2 separate regions of the Anas platyrhynchos genome follow, and region 1 is linked to region 2. Evidence: chromatin contacts called from public Hi-C data. All regions are on one chromosome and are shown on one strand. The core of a region is the stretch at or near the end of the contact, and the rest is flanking DNA. Distances in the headings are between cores, read along the strand shown.

Region 1 (7,523 bases), core at 1,069-3,568, 85 kb before region 2:
GCAGAATGCTACCCCATCCATCTGTTTTCAGAACAGAAACAAAGTCAGACAGGCATTAGGCTGGGAAAAAAATGGTCTCTACATGGTTGTTTGCTTCTTCAAAATTTCACAAGAGATTTCTTGCAAGATCAGGTTTCTGCAGCAGTCTGTTATTTCCAGTTAGTTCTTCAGATTGTCTCATGAGGCATAGCATCGACTACCTTGAGTCTCAATACTATTTTTTCTTTGTTAGAAAGGTAGTGTGGAAAAAAAAGCCTAGACCAATGCGAACTAATTGTGCTGAATATCTTGTTTTATACTTTTTAATTCCCACCTAGTTTCCACTATTGGAAATACAGGGGAATGTTTGCTATTCTCCAGAGATGTTACACAACCTGCAATCCTGTGAGATCAGCAGCAAGTATGAGGAGCGTTATGTGGAGCTCTGATTTCCTGCACTGGTCCCTCAGTGAATTCTGCAAAGCTGTACCATCTTGCACCACAAGGTGTTTGCTCTCATTTACAAGTCTAGCTGAAAGGGACCTAGAGACTCATAATTCATTAGGTACTTTAGTGGAGACCCTCCTTGGTTTAGCTATGATAATGCACACAGAATAACTTTTTAAGAGGTGATGATATATTATGAAGATATGGTCTGGAGGTATTACTGAAAGGAGGGCTATCAAAGTGTAGTGAGCCAAGCCAATCAGATAATGGCAATCCGGCTGACATAAACTAGCTGGATTACCAGTGCCCTTCATTAAAAGTACTCAAAAGAGTGCTTTTAAAGAGAAAAACAAACCTACCTACAGGATAAGGAAGATCCCTGAACAGTTAGAAGGAACAGACAAAAATAGTAAGTGATCAATTCTCACTATGGAGGGACATCGCCAGTGGAGGGAGTTTCTCACAGTAATGCTGTTCAATACATAAGCAGATGACCTGGGGAGGTCCAGAGCAGTAAAAAGGAAGTTTGCAACTCATGGTGATATTCAGGCTAGTGAGGAAAAAGGCAGGCAGGCAAAAGAACCTCACAAAGCTAACATGACATGACAATGAAATCCAATTGTGGAAGTGTAAAGTGATGAACCAAAGTAAAAACTACCCTAACTTTATACTGAAGATTCTCCACTCCAAGCTATTACAATTCTGGAACAAAACCTTTAAGTCATGCTCAGTTTAGCTAAGGCTTGCATTTAATTACGCTCATAAACAGCTAAAAAAAATACTTAATCTAGGTGTTCAGAATTAAGAAAGGAATGAGGAACACCATTACACTTCAGTATTGAATCTGCAATTTATACAAGGGAATTCTGGTCCCTTAATCTCAAAAAAGAAATGGAAGAACAGGAAAAAAATAATGAAGGACTGCACAGATGATCAAAGCTCTGCCACAACTTCCACAGAAGAAACAGTTCAGCTGTCTTATGCTCCTCATCTGAAAGATTTTCTGATGTGGGGAAAATACAACAAAGAACTATAAAGTCATAAGTAATATGAGGAACACATAAATAAAGAAACAAAACACAGACTCTTAACATTACCAGTTGCACTAAACAAAACTAGAAGGAACCAGGCTCAAGAATAAATAAGGAGCTGATCGGTCTTTATGCAGGTCAGCGCAATTCACTGAGAAAGGATGCTACAAGTCTGCAGCTGTGCTAGGGGAAAACCAGTACATACTGGTTTAAATTTAAAGCCATTAAAGAACATTGAACACATTTAACAATTACACTTGACTCAAGAACACTTGGTCTGAAAATATTTCTAACCTAGAACCATCATCAATATATTCCCTCCTGGTTTCTGTTCATCCCTAGGCATCTATTTATGTTAAAGGTTCAAGTATTACTGTATTTTAAGCTTTTTCAATTGTTAACCTTATTCAGAAAGTGCCATCTAATGAAGTTTGCCTCATTCTTTAAAGGCTTTAAAGTTTTCAACAGTCTCTAGAACTTTACCATTGTTATCTTACTGGTGTTTTCCCCGTTCAAAATGTTGCTTGGTTAGGGCTTCTACCAATCCCTTCAAGCCCTTTACACTGGTGATCCCCTTTTGGTTTGAGATGCTATCAAACTTTTGGCAGCTGTTTTGTTTCAGCACGGCTGGAGAAGGTGAAAACATTAACAGTCAGAGATATCTGAACTGAAGGGCTGCTCAAGTGGCCAGCATCATTTCTGTTTATAACCAATTTCCCTTCAACACCAGAAACGTTGATGCAGTTTCTTCAAAGAAAACAGAAGTTTCTTGCCATGTGCTGTAGCTGTTCTCTGGGCAGCCTTTCCTCCTGCAGGCAGCAGCACTCCCAGCGATACCCTGAGCTTTGCTAGCTGTGAGGGATGACTCACCTTCCTGAGCAGAAGCAGCACTGTCCTGGTAGAGGAGTAAGTGAGGAGTGGGAAAGGATTAGCAAAACCAAGTGCATGTATCCAGAGGGAAATAAAATGGTAATTCCTGGAGACCGTGTACTTGGCTACGCAGCCCCATGGTCTGCTTCAGTTACTCTTACACTGTATCCTTTGCAAACGCACAGCCTGCTGTAAAGGTTTGCACTGGTTCAAATTGCAGCTTTGCTAAAACACTTACCCGTGACTCTGGATTTAAAGGCTACTACCAGGTGAAAACACTACTACTGCTAACACTGGATCTTCTCCTATCCATCTGTTGCAGATTGGGAAAAATATTACTGTATGCTTACCCAGTTCCTAGACTCCATAACACAGGCAAGATAGTAGATTAGATGGACTGTTTATCTGATCTGGAATCACTATAAGCTCTCCAAAAATTAACAAAAAACGATACAAATCTCAACAAAATCAGTGTTGTTGTTGTTCTTTCAAAGCAAGTCTTTCAACACATTTACCAAATACTAAAATCAGGGAAAAATTATTTCTGTGACAGAAATAATATAAGGCAACTGTGCCTTATATTCTTAATTTCTGAATGGGATATCAAAAAGAGTTTTGGATATGGCACTCAAATGTTTTCCCACTATTGTCAATAAAACTGATGAAAAATTAATTGATCTCCCCAGAATTTGAATGACTTTTTGATGATTCATCAGGAATGGAAGTAAAATATATCCCATCTCACATTTGGTAGTTACCTTACTAATATGACACAAAAGACAGCTATGCTGGCACAACACAATAAACACATACTATAACACATTGTGAAGTAGCTTAAAAAAGTAGCAGGTTATAAAACTAGAAAGGAAAGCCTTCACATGAGCATATACTACCTGTTCAGATTTATAAACCTTCTCAGAGTAATTGCTTCTGGCTTAAGGCAGGTGGCTCAGAAAAGATTTGAAGTTATGCAGTAACATAAGTAAAGAGACAAAAAAAAATACCGAGAAGGAAAAACCATTCAAATTTTCCAAGAATTTTAAACATGATCTTCCAGGATAAGTTTTAAAGTGTGGCTAACTACTGTGTTCTACACACTAAAAACGCACATTGCTACAGTGAGTCTTCAAAATCATTACTAGGCTGTGTGGCGATGTACCAGGTAAACAAAAATCCAAATGCTTGCAACCCATTTAGTATCTTTAACCACAGGGACACATGCATTAGGCTACAGATCAATGGTTTCCCAAAGAAAATGATGGCTTGCAGAAGTCGTGGAAGCAACTTGGGGAAAAGAAGTTCTTGAAAAGAAAATTGCTAATATTCAGTATGGCCCATTTTACCCGTCCATATTAAATTTTTCATTCCTTATGTGTCGGGAAAGTTTTCAAGCAGGTTAAGTTTCGGTTCTTACCTACAGCCAGTGCTGCACTCTGTTCTTGGCCTCCACTCTGTTTCAAAAGAAAAAAAAAAAGATTATGAAAATACATTCCTTAGCACCAAAAAACTTCAGTGTAATGCTATGCAGCCTTGCAAAAGCTAACACATCTGCTCCAGACAGTACTATTCTTCAGAATCTACCTCATAAATGTAGTTCTGAAGCTATGTGTTACTGACTTTTGAAAAATACATGAAAAAACTAGAATGCAGAATTGTTCTATCTGTAGGCATACAAATAAATAGGGAACAATTATCTGGCAACAAACTTGTTTCTAGGGAAAAGGGCTGCTGGTGTTAGATACTCTGAAAGAACACATATGCCATAATAAATTTAATTACTAGAGGGTCAAAGCTGTAATAAAATATCAGTGGCAAAATTAGATTTAATTCATATTCTCCTAAATCCCACCTACTCTCACCAGATACTTTATGCATGTTTTTTTCCTCCTCATGACCATAGACTGCTCAATTCACACTTTGAGGCAAAACAACAAAAACCAGAACACTAACTGGAAAATGTTGGTCCCCTACAGGTCGGGGCTGAACTCAAGTTGTGAACAGAAACCAAAACCAGTCAGATCCAACAAAAACACTACTTCAAAAAGCTCATTTCCTGAAATAACAGAAAATTGAAATAAAAAAAAAATCACACAGGAAACAACATTTAAGAACAGAGAAGTTTCTACCTAAAAACAGATTTCTGGGTAGTCAAGAGCACCGGTTAAGATTATTTTGACTGGAAGTCCAACTAAATTTAGATAGACTAACTAAACAGAGCTATTAACAATCAGGAACAGTCCAAATTCATTAGAATGGCCAAAGTATATGAGTAAATGTGAAAGTGACAGGCAGAAAAAGCACAATAGGAGCAAAGGTAGGAAAAAATTAAAAATCCCTAACAGTATTAGTTTATTGCTACAAATACATGACTAAATTTCCAACTGATACAATTATTAGAAAAATGAAGAATTGCTCAGCTCTTCACATCTTTCCATATAGAATATCCCATTTGTAAGCGCTGAACACTTTTGAGAAGTGTGCTGATGCTCAGCTAGCTTGTCCTCAAGGCTTTAGAGAAATGAATGAAAGTTGATTATTAACAAAAGTCTTCCAGGGCTCTTGTGATAACGGAGAGGAGGACAGAAGTTTAGAGCCCTTAGGCAAAAGGGAAGCAACCAGGAGAGCTCAGAATTATAGGTCTGTTAGACCAAACAACAGGCAGAAAGACAGGAATCCACTAACTGGATTCCCATCTTTGTCACAGAATCACCTCAGTTGGAGCAGACCTTCAAGATCACAAAGTCCAATCATCAGCCTGACCCAAAGAGCCCCATCACTAAACCACGTCCCTGTGTGCCCTGTCCACATCTCTTCAATACCACCAGGGATGGGGACTGCACCACTTCCCTGGGCAGCCCGTTTCAATGCTTGAGAGCCTTCTCCATGAAGAAATTCTTCCTGATGTCCAACCTGAACCTCTCCTGGCACAACTTGAGGCCATTCCATCTGGTCCTATCACTGGTTACCTGTGAGCAGAGGCCGACCCCCAGCTCCCCACAGCTTCCTTTCAGGCAGTTGCAGAGAGCAATGAGGCCTCCCCTGAGCCTCCTCTTCCCCAGACCAACCACCCCCAGCTCCCTCAGCCGCTCCTCACAGGACTTGTGCTCCAGGCCCTTCACCACACACTTCTCCACACGCACTAGAGCAACTCAAAGTCCCCCAAACTGAACACAATATTCAAGGTCTCACCAGTGCTGCATACAAATGGCCAATCCCTTCCCTGGTCCTGCTGGCCCCACAATTTCTGACACAGGCCAGGATGCCATTGGCCTTCTTGGCCACCTGGGCACGTTGCTGGCTCATGGTCAGCGGGCCACCAACCAGCACCTCCAGGTCCAAATTTAGTACCGATGAGCATGCCTTCATGCAAAACAGACTGAGCATATTTGATGCTATCAACTTGGTTTATGCTGGCAAGCTGATCGGTATGAAGTCACACTGCAAAACCCAACATCACGGGGTATTTTAACTGTTGGTATTAACACTATGCTACACAATAAAGCACAGTGTAAATAGGTAAGGAATTGACTTACAGATTTATAGCAGTCAGTGGGGAATAATCACCAAACATCCATTAAAAATGGCAAGATGTGAAATTAATGGTGTGATGGATTCTTTCCAAGACTAACTTCAGGATGCATCTCAGTTCAGACACAAGCGAGTATCTGAATAAAGATGAGCCAGTGGTCAGGGTGCATTATTACCACATCTCTCTCAGCAGAGAGGACCTGCAATATACATCGCATCTCCCTTCTGAATCTGATTCTCAAGGGCTGGATGTGAAGATTGATACAGACAGAATACCAGCAGGCAGAAGATGAAACATATACCATGTAATTCAATAGGTAGTGAAAAATGAGTAATACAGAATCAAGCATTTTGCTTAGATTTCACAGTTTTGAGGCAGCCAAGTATCGAACATTATGTCACAGAGAGAAGCAGTTGTGAGGAGTATTACCTTTTATTCAATGGGTTACCAGCTTGTGGATTTATTTTATTTTAAAGGAGACGGGCAGCAGAAAGATTGATGCGTTTCATTTTTTGGAACCTCTGTTACACAGACAGACACAGCCCAGCCCCTGACTTGCAGCCTAACTTCACCACAGCAGGAGGAGGCTGAAGCATATGCTAACAACTCCTTAGGCCAAGTGGAGCAGGAATTCAAGGAGTTGTCACAGCAGCTGGAGAATAGATGGGAGAAGCCCTCTACAGCCATTAGCGCTGGGTAGTGAATCAGCAAGTCAAGAAAAGCCTGGAGTTGACAGAAGTTAAATGCTACCCAAATACAAAAGAGGCACTAAGTAAACTTGGTATCCTGCAGATAATGAAACTTGAAAAGACTGGTAACAGGCTAACCAGGGGCTAAGCTCTGTGCTTTGGGTATCCATCTCACATGGAAGTGATACTGCTCAACTCAGCAGTGCATGAGAACAGATCCCAGAAGAGCACGAGCTCACCAGTAACTGCCAGCATGCAAACAAGGTCCTCTGCCCAGCTCCCCTGAACTTCTTGAGAAACCCCTACACATAAGCACCGCCTTGGCAGCAAATGTAACAGATGTGAACTGGTAAGAAAGGGGATTTTGCAGCTTTCCAACACCACGGTGCTTCCGCCTACAAAGAACTGAAGAGACTGAGTAGTAAGAAAAGACAACTTTGTTAGAAGGACCTTGATTACTTGCTGTGTCCTAGCTTGGTAGCTCAGCTTATCAGGAAACTTCAGAATTGCTCCATGAGGCAAGCTTCCACCACTAGTCAAAGCAAGTTCGCAAACGATTCCTGCACTCCATTAAGTGTTAGGCACGCAGGCTTTAGCTTAATACTAGGTGTTCAGAGAACAATCCCCTTTGATACCTTGACAGATAAAGTATTTAAATCACTTGAAGTTCAAGATCGCACTGGGATTTGCCTTGCAAGCATCACCAACTTGGACTCCGTGCAAGCCCGAGGTGGGCTGTGGCAGAGATGTCCTGTGTCCAGGAATTTGAGCATCACTTAAGTCTGAGGAGAATAGGACCTAGCTCAAGGACTGCACTGCTCAGGCATTTTTTTTTAAGACACTCCTGCTCTACTGCTTCAGTTACGAGCTTGAAATGAGCTTGAGGAAACCACTTCAAAAACTGGTTACTCTTAGAGCTGGAAGTATACACTGAAAAAAAATACAAAAACAAGCTCAGTCCAACACAGAACCACAAGT
Region 2 (7,652 bases), core at 4,222-6,721:
CATCTACAAGAAGGGCCGGAGGGCAGACCCGGGGAACTACAGGCCGGTCAGTTTGACCTCAGTACCAGGGAAGCTCATGGAGCAGATCCTCTTGGGAGTCATCATGCGGCACTTGAAGGGCAAGCAGGCGATCAGGCCCAGTCAGCATGGGTTTATGGAAGGCAGATCCTGCTTGACGAACCTGATCTCCTTCTACGACAAAGTGACGCGCTGGGTGGACGAGGGAAAGGCTGTGGATGTGGTCTACCTTGACTTCAGCAAGGCTTTTGACACCGTTTCCCACAGCATTCTCCTCAAGAAACTGGCTGCTCTTGGCTTGGACTGGCGCACGCTTCGTTGGGTTAGAAACTGGCTGGATAGCCGGGCCCAGAGAGTTGTGGTAAATGGAGCCAAGTCCAGTTGGAGGCCAGTCACTAGTGGCGTCCCCCAGGGCTCGGTGCTGGGGCCGGTCCTCTTTAACATCTTCATCAATGATCTGGATGAGGGCATTGAGTGCACCCTCAGTAAGTTTGCAGATGACACCAAGCTAGGTGCGTGTGTCGATCTGCTTGAGGGTAGGAAGGCTCTGCAGGAGGATCTGGATAGGCTGCACCGATGGGCTGAGGTCAACTGTATGAAGTTTAACAAGGCCAAGTGCCGGGTCCTGCACCTGGGGCGCAATAACCCCAAGAAGAGCTACAGGCTGGGAGAGGAATGGCTGGAGAGCTGCCAGGCAGAGAAGGACCTGGGAGTGATGGTGGACAGTCGGCTGAATATGAGCCAGCAGTGTGCTCAGGTGGCCAAGAAGGCCAACGGCATCCTGGCTTGTATCAGAAACACTGTGACCAGCAGGGCTAGGGAGGTGATCGTCCCCCTGTACTCGGCTCTGGTGAGGCCGCACCTCGAGTACTGTGTTCAGTTCTGGGCCCCTCGCTACAAGAAGGACATCGAGGTGCTTGAGCGGGTCCAGAGAAGGGCGACGAAGCTGGTGAGGGGCCTGGAGAGCAAGTCCTATGAGGAGCGGCTGAAGGAGCTGGGCTTGTTCAGCCTAGAGAAAAGGAGGCTCAGGGGTGACCTTATCACTCTGTATAAGTATATTAAAGGAGGCTCTAGCGAGATGGGGGTTGGCCTGTTCTCCCATGTGCCTGGTGACAGGACGAGGGGGAATGGGCTAAAGTTGCGCCAGGGGAGTTTTAGGTTAGATGTTAGGAAGAATTTCTTTACTGAAAGGGTTGTTAGACATTGGAACAGGCTGCCCAGGGAGGTGGTTGAGTCACCATCCCTGGAAGTCTTCAAAAGACGTTTAGATGTAGAACTTAGGGATATGGTTTAGTGGGGACTGTTAGTGTTAGGTCAGAGGTTGGACTCGATGATCTTGAGGTCTCTTCCAACCTAGAGATTCTGTGTGATTCTGTGTGTGATTTTAAATGTGTACAATTTACTAAAGAGGAGATATTCTACAATGATGTATTTTGCAAATTTTATGGAAAGAAAATGAAAATAGCTTTTCCTCGGTGTCATGCGCTGATTCTACTGCTTATTCCCTTAAGAAAAATTCTAATGGTATAATGCTACTTGACTAAAATCTACCTTAAAAACTTAAACTGAAGACAACAAAAAGTCCCCAAGCCAAACAACCTTGTATTAAAGGAGATGCAAGGGAAAATGAGAGAAAGAAGAAAAAAGTTGTGATCCATAACAAAAGTAACAAATTTTGACTAGAAGAAATCATTTTATATTGTATTCAGAATTGGTTTATTGTATCGTACCAGCCAAAAAAGGTGGTACGACATTTTACTAAGAAAGCAACACCACTCACTTTGAGTATCACCTACTACAAAGAACCTTTTCATGCTGTTTTATGGTTATTTATACCAAAAGAGCAAAAATTTGCATAATTTACCTGGAGAAACTGAATAGCTATTATTAGAAGCCTCAATTAAAACAGCTACTAGACTTAACTAGTAGGAAATGTACAAGCACTGATCATCCACATTGGCTTGAGACTTAAATAGTATGCCAAACCGACGCTAGCTCTTATCAAAGCCTTATGCTTTGATTGATCCCATATTAAAATGATATAGATGGTTACAGGTGAAAATTTAAGTCAAAGACATGTTGATTTCACTACTCTACTGTAATGTAGAGTAATACTACTTTTCATACTCTATCATATCATTAGTGTCTCTTTCAAAAGACGATGTAATATCATAATTATCATTTAATAATTTCACATTTGCATTTTCTTTTGAACTCGTTTGTGCTCTACAGTTCAGACATCTAGTTTTAAAAGTTTGGACAGGCAGTATTCACCTCCTGATCTTCAGGCTCTATAATCCTGAGTAATCATCCACTCATACACGCATAATGTATTCTTGATGGATTCTGTATTATGAGGAAGTAGCATGTATGCCTGCTTACTATTTTATAGTCTGATGCAGAAGTGCAAAAAACCTTTGAACTCGTAAGGCAGGTTTTATTTAAAGAGGATAAAAAAAGCATTTCTAAAAAGAAAAAGACCATAAGGTGTTGACTGGGATGATGATCTCAGCAAGTTTGTCACTGATATACATACGTATATAAATGAGCACATAAGAGTACCAGATTCCTTTCCAAGTAGTTAAAAGGACAACAACCCTGTTTGCCAAAACACGGCAATGGACACACTTGTTTCAAAGATATTAAGAAACTGGACATATGGATATTAGGTAAAGAATTCAACAATAACAGTGGCCAAAGATGAAAAAAGGAGTGCTGAGAGAAGTTATCCACCCAGATACTCAAAAAGTGATTGCATATGGCATTCAACAACCTGCTCTCGTGTCAAAAAGTTCATAGGATTGCAGAGTCATTCAGGTTGGAAAGGACCGAAAGGACCTCTAAGACAATCTATAGTACTAGTTTAGTTTTTAAGTTGTCCCTGCTCTGAGTGGGGTATTGGACCAGATGACCTCCTGAGGTCTCTTTCAGCTTCTATTGTTTTGATATTATTTTTTTTTTTTCCTTCTTTCACTACGTTTTATAGATCTAACTAACTTTTAGTTTAATAAAAAGTTTCCCAACCTCCAAAACCTTTTCAGTTAAAGTTCCATGTAAAGTTCCATGGTTTGTGGTGTTTTGGAAATAAAGCTTTTGCTGAAAAGACCAGTATATTTGACACAAACACATACTGTCACACACATTTAAGAGAGAATTATGAGAATACCCACAAAAAACAGTCTTACCTTTCTGAGGTAGTTTGGGAAGAACTCTAGGGCCAAGTGCAGTCTTTGCAGTCCCAGTGCTAAATCAACAGATGTGAATTATTAGTGCAATTGTTATAAAGTGTATTTCTTCTATTTTTTTCCCCTACACAACCATAATTTAGAAAAATCCACTTTTTTTTTTTTTGTATAACCAATTTGTCACCTTCTCTGTGCAACAATCCCAAAACTCAAAGTGCTGTTAAGAACAGACTGCTTTTCTAAACAGAGAAAGGGACACACAAACACCACTCAGCTCTACTGCTACAGGGCAGATTTATTCTATAAACAAAATGTGCAAAAATGTACTCTGAAAATGGATGAAGCTGAATGCCCAGACCAGCTCAGTGGAGAGACCCTGAACTTGAAAGAATCTTCAGTCTTTCAATATTAAAATAACTATATAGAATCATTTAAAATATCAACTGTCCTTTATGCGAGTGGTTTGAAGTTTTCCAGGACTGGGTCTATGCCTTGCATGAATGTAACTGCACACAAAACTGCAACTTCATTAGGCAAAAACATATCTGCTACTCAAGTACTGGTACCTGCAGGCAAGCAACACCCTACATCATTGTCAACTTCTGAACTTCTGTTACAGCCATGTTAGCTACTCATAGTGGTAAGCAACAATACAAGCAGGACAGCTGGGAGTATTTCATTACAGTACAAAAGTCTTATATAGTTCCATATTATCAACTTTCCTCCTATGCTTTCTTTCCACTCTGGACTTTTTTTTTTTTTCACCCCTGGAATTCATAGCAGGACATCTCAACTTTGCAAAAATTGCTACAAACTTCAACAAAAGAGAATCACAATCCTTCCAACAATAGCATACCTTACTCATTTTTATAGAAAAGGACTCAAAAAGAATTACACAAATCTGTGCACATACTTGTATGCTTTTTAGAACTACTCTTACACCAGTGAGTAAGAAACACAAAGATGACGTTTATAAGACCACCACATCTTGACTAGCAGATTGGAATTTTCATTTTTCATGTGGTCAATTTACACATCAATCACAGGCACTGAATTATACTTTTGTAACTTGCTGTCAGCAGCCAGGTCTACCTATGTCACAGGTAGCTCTCCTTGAGACATACTACACTGTCTTAGGACACTGAACCCTACGAGGCTTTGCAAATATCAGTTACAAGTATGTATAAATAAATGGTTGTGATTCCTTTTGCTTTCTATACTCAGTTAGGAAGAGGCTCCCCAGAAGACCTACTTTTTTATTTGTTTTAAAACAAACAATGCATTAAAATGAACTCTGATCTTTAAGGAAATAAGCTATTTGTTGAAAATGTTTCGCTCCTGATCCAAACACAACAGTGACACCTGTTTCCTCAAACAAGCAATCTTATAAAATACTTGCTTCCTTAACTCAATTTAATCCTAAACTACCAGCAGGCTTGGCACCAGCTAAACCCTGCCGTAAAAGGGAAAATAATCTGACAGGTTGTTCTGCTTTAACGAAGTTACAATTCTGACGAGGTTTGTGCCTTTGGACTCCAGCCTTCTGAACGTTTTGCTAGGGTAACTTCATTGCTTCTCATTTAGAGGCTCTTTAAGCATAGATGATGAAGTTATAGCTAGCTCTGCTTCTTCATGACATATTTAGGTTGATTCAGATTTCCTTACTCAAAAAAAACATTACAAAAGAGACTCAAGGCATGAAAAAATTTGATCAATAAATAAAAATCAGTATAATTTCAGAGTAATTACTCAAACAAGGGAGGGGAGTGACAAGCTCGTCAGTATACATTTAACAAAGCAGAGTCTTCTGCTGCATCAGCAACCTTGATCCCAGTACTCCTTGTTTCTGAAGGTAACTTTTGAAAATGAGCACAATGGAACACTAAAGCTTAATTTCCTGGCTTTAAAAGCTAAAATACATCATGACATAAAACTGTAAGAGCCAAACTCAATCTTCAACATGTAATTACCCAGGCCTTTGACTAATACCATCAAGCACATATCTCACACTTTTACCGTCACCTTACACATATCAAGTATGGCACCAGCTCCTTGTGATGCAGAACATCACCACTTTTTCTTTGAATTCCAAATGACACTTAGATGGATTCAGCAAATATGGCAAGTCTGCTGTGCTACCAAGAACACAAACACAGTCTGTCCAGGCAAGGCAGATCTCACACTGAGCATGTCCACAAGCTCCATCTGCACATCTCCTGTGACGTGCATGATGTTACACATCCATCTCCATGCCCTGACCACACACATCTGTGGCCAGAGAAGGACTCCATCATCCTGCTTGAGGCATGTGTTTGTTACCACTACTATGCTTTGAACCTAAGGACTCTGGAATTGCAACACAGATGAAGTAACAAACAGTGACAGGACTATGTGGCTCTCCTTACTAGTCCAGCTATTGAAAAAGACACTTAACTAGGGGCCAGATGAATGTTTTGTGTTCCTACAGACTTGTGTGTCAGCACATAAACCTGGCAGAAAGGAACAGAGTCAACCTGGAGGACCGAGACGATCCCTCTCTGCTATAGAGCTAACTTCTATGTCTACCTATATCAAGAGTGACACTGTGAAATGTTTTGTTTTTCCACAGTTACGGGTATGAGACCTCACATTGAAGCAGATAACATGAAATGTCAGGAGACGTGGAAATTAAACTTTTGTCCCGCTGGACTGTGATCCGAGGCAACATTCCCTAGTTCAGGCCTCGCTTCTGTAGGAACAACAGGCAGATATTCTGGTACAAGTCATTCTGTCCATCCTGTTCAAAGGGTGAATTGTGTATGGGCAGCCACGAATGAAGCGTAGGAGGCTCGATGAAGCCAAAGTATTTGTATGGCAGTAATGCATGCAGAAAACTAATGAAGAACCAGCTAGGATTTTACTTCATACAAAAGACTTTTTTCATCTTCCCTTTTATATAGAGATGTTTACCTTGACTGCTGAGACATCCCCTCAAACTTATTTGCAGCCTTAGTTGAAGGTGGGCCCAAATCATTACCTGAGGCGAAAAAAAACAATTACAAAAATGAACATTAGGATAACTGAAATACGATCAGCAGAGGGTGCAACTTAAAGCAAAGTCCACAGTCTTTCAAGTATGCTCTATACAATGCCTGAAGATTTTAAAGATCATTCTTTGCTAACAATTTAGTAACTGAAAAAGCTACAGGGACCTCAATAATCCAATCTGACCTTTCATATAGCACATTTCAGAATTCACTGCTAGCTCACATCTGCTGTCAAGGGAAGACTGAATTACATTGCTGAGTTGATGCTGTAAGGCATTTGTTTTGAATACTGTGTTTCAATTTTCTCTGAAAAGGAGATACTGCAGGCCAGTATCCAAATATATTTATGGCAGATGTTTACATTTTGAATTATAAAGCAAACCGTTATAAAAATCAACACAAATTTGATTTTATTCACAAAGTATCAACTTTCTAAGGATTGGTATTTTATTGTACAGAGTCATTAAATCAAAGGCTATTCTTTAAGCCTTGTTACCATAATATCACCATAAATTGAACGTTAACTCATGGTAAAAACAAGATCCTGGGTATATTCAGTTATATCAAAATGTAGTAAAATCCAAACCCACATGCTTCTCAGCTCCTTCAACAGAAAGCTTTTCTTTCATTAATCATTATCCAACTACTTTGTTTTAGTGCCTTTTTTGTTCCCCCTTCTCCCTTATGTTACAGCATATCTCAACAGCCTGAAAGCCAACTTCAAAAACATTACATCTATTTCAGAGACAAAATTGACTAAAATGGCATTTAATGATCCGAGAATGCACAACACTTCCTATGCAAAAGAATGACATACCTTGCTAGATAGCATTCTTAGTGCATTGAGGTCTAAATGAAACAGAGAAGGCTGAGCCTCCCTAAAAGTTTTTGTTTATATTAAAGAAAAAAAGAAAGGAGAAGTACAAAACATTTTTAAGACTAAAAACAAACTAAGCCTTTCACATATAGATCCTATGGAAAACAAAAATATCTCATGGTTGCTATGGAAATCCAGCATCATCAAAAAGACATTTCTAGAACATATGTGAATTGTAACTTAATTTGCTTAGACATAAGCTAAGGATTGTTCTGCTTGAAGCCTCAGCTAATGCACAGACTTGACAAAAGCTGAAATTCAAAATTACAAGAAATATAGCAACACAGAAAAGGAGCTTCTGAAAGGGAAAGCAGTGAGCATCTTACAACATTCTTACACCAAAGCCACAAAGGCTCGTATCTACAAGGGCCTTCCTCTTTTATAAACACAAAACTTAATACTTGCTTCAAATCCAAATGGACTTTGAAACAAGTTTTGTGCAGTTCTCAGCTAAGAAAAGGAGGAGAAAATGCCCCTCTTCTATCCACTGAAGTTTAGTCTATGTAGCGTAGGCAGAAAGACAGAAGAAGCAATGTTCCACTACAA

The links. A called contact is a pair of places that touch in the nucleus more often than the background predicts.
Region 1: a Hi-C map of F1 follicle shows a contact between it and region 2, with 4 times the contacts expected there. The contact joins two enhancer-like sites. A contact is called at or near these places in 5 of 8 Hi-C or Micro-C datasets (F1 follicle, liver, skeletal muscle and 1 more).

What each region holds. Positions count from the first base shown.
Region 1 is chr2:9,539,881-9,547,403 of IASCAAS_PekinDuck_T2T, reverse strand. It overlaps CYRIB (CYFIP related Rac1 interactor B), which reads right to left. Exons shown (of 14, transcript XM_072034311.1): 5 at 3,742-3,778. Among named protein-coding and RNA genes, the nearest start is that of CYRIB, 43 kb to the right of the region's middle. Within about 2 kb of position 2,318, at least 1 of the 8 cell types and tissues checked has an H3K27ac peak or open chromatin away from gene starts, as enhancers often do.
Region 2 is chr2:9,457,545-9,465,196 of IASCAAS_PekinDuck_T2T, reverse strand. It overlaps ASAP1 (ArfGAP with SH3 domain, ankyrin repeat and PH domain 1), which reads right to left. Exons shown (of 30, transcript XM_072034307.1): 26 at 6,153-6,219; 27 at 3,204-3,262. Among named protein-coding and RNA genes, the nearest start is that of CYRIB, 39 kb to the left of the region's middle. Within about 2 kb of position 5,471, at least 1 of the 8 cell types and tissues checked has an H3K27ac peak or open chromatin away from gene starts, as enhancers often do.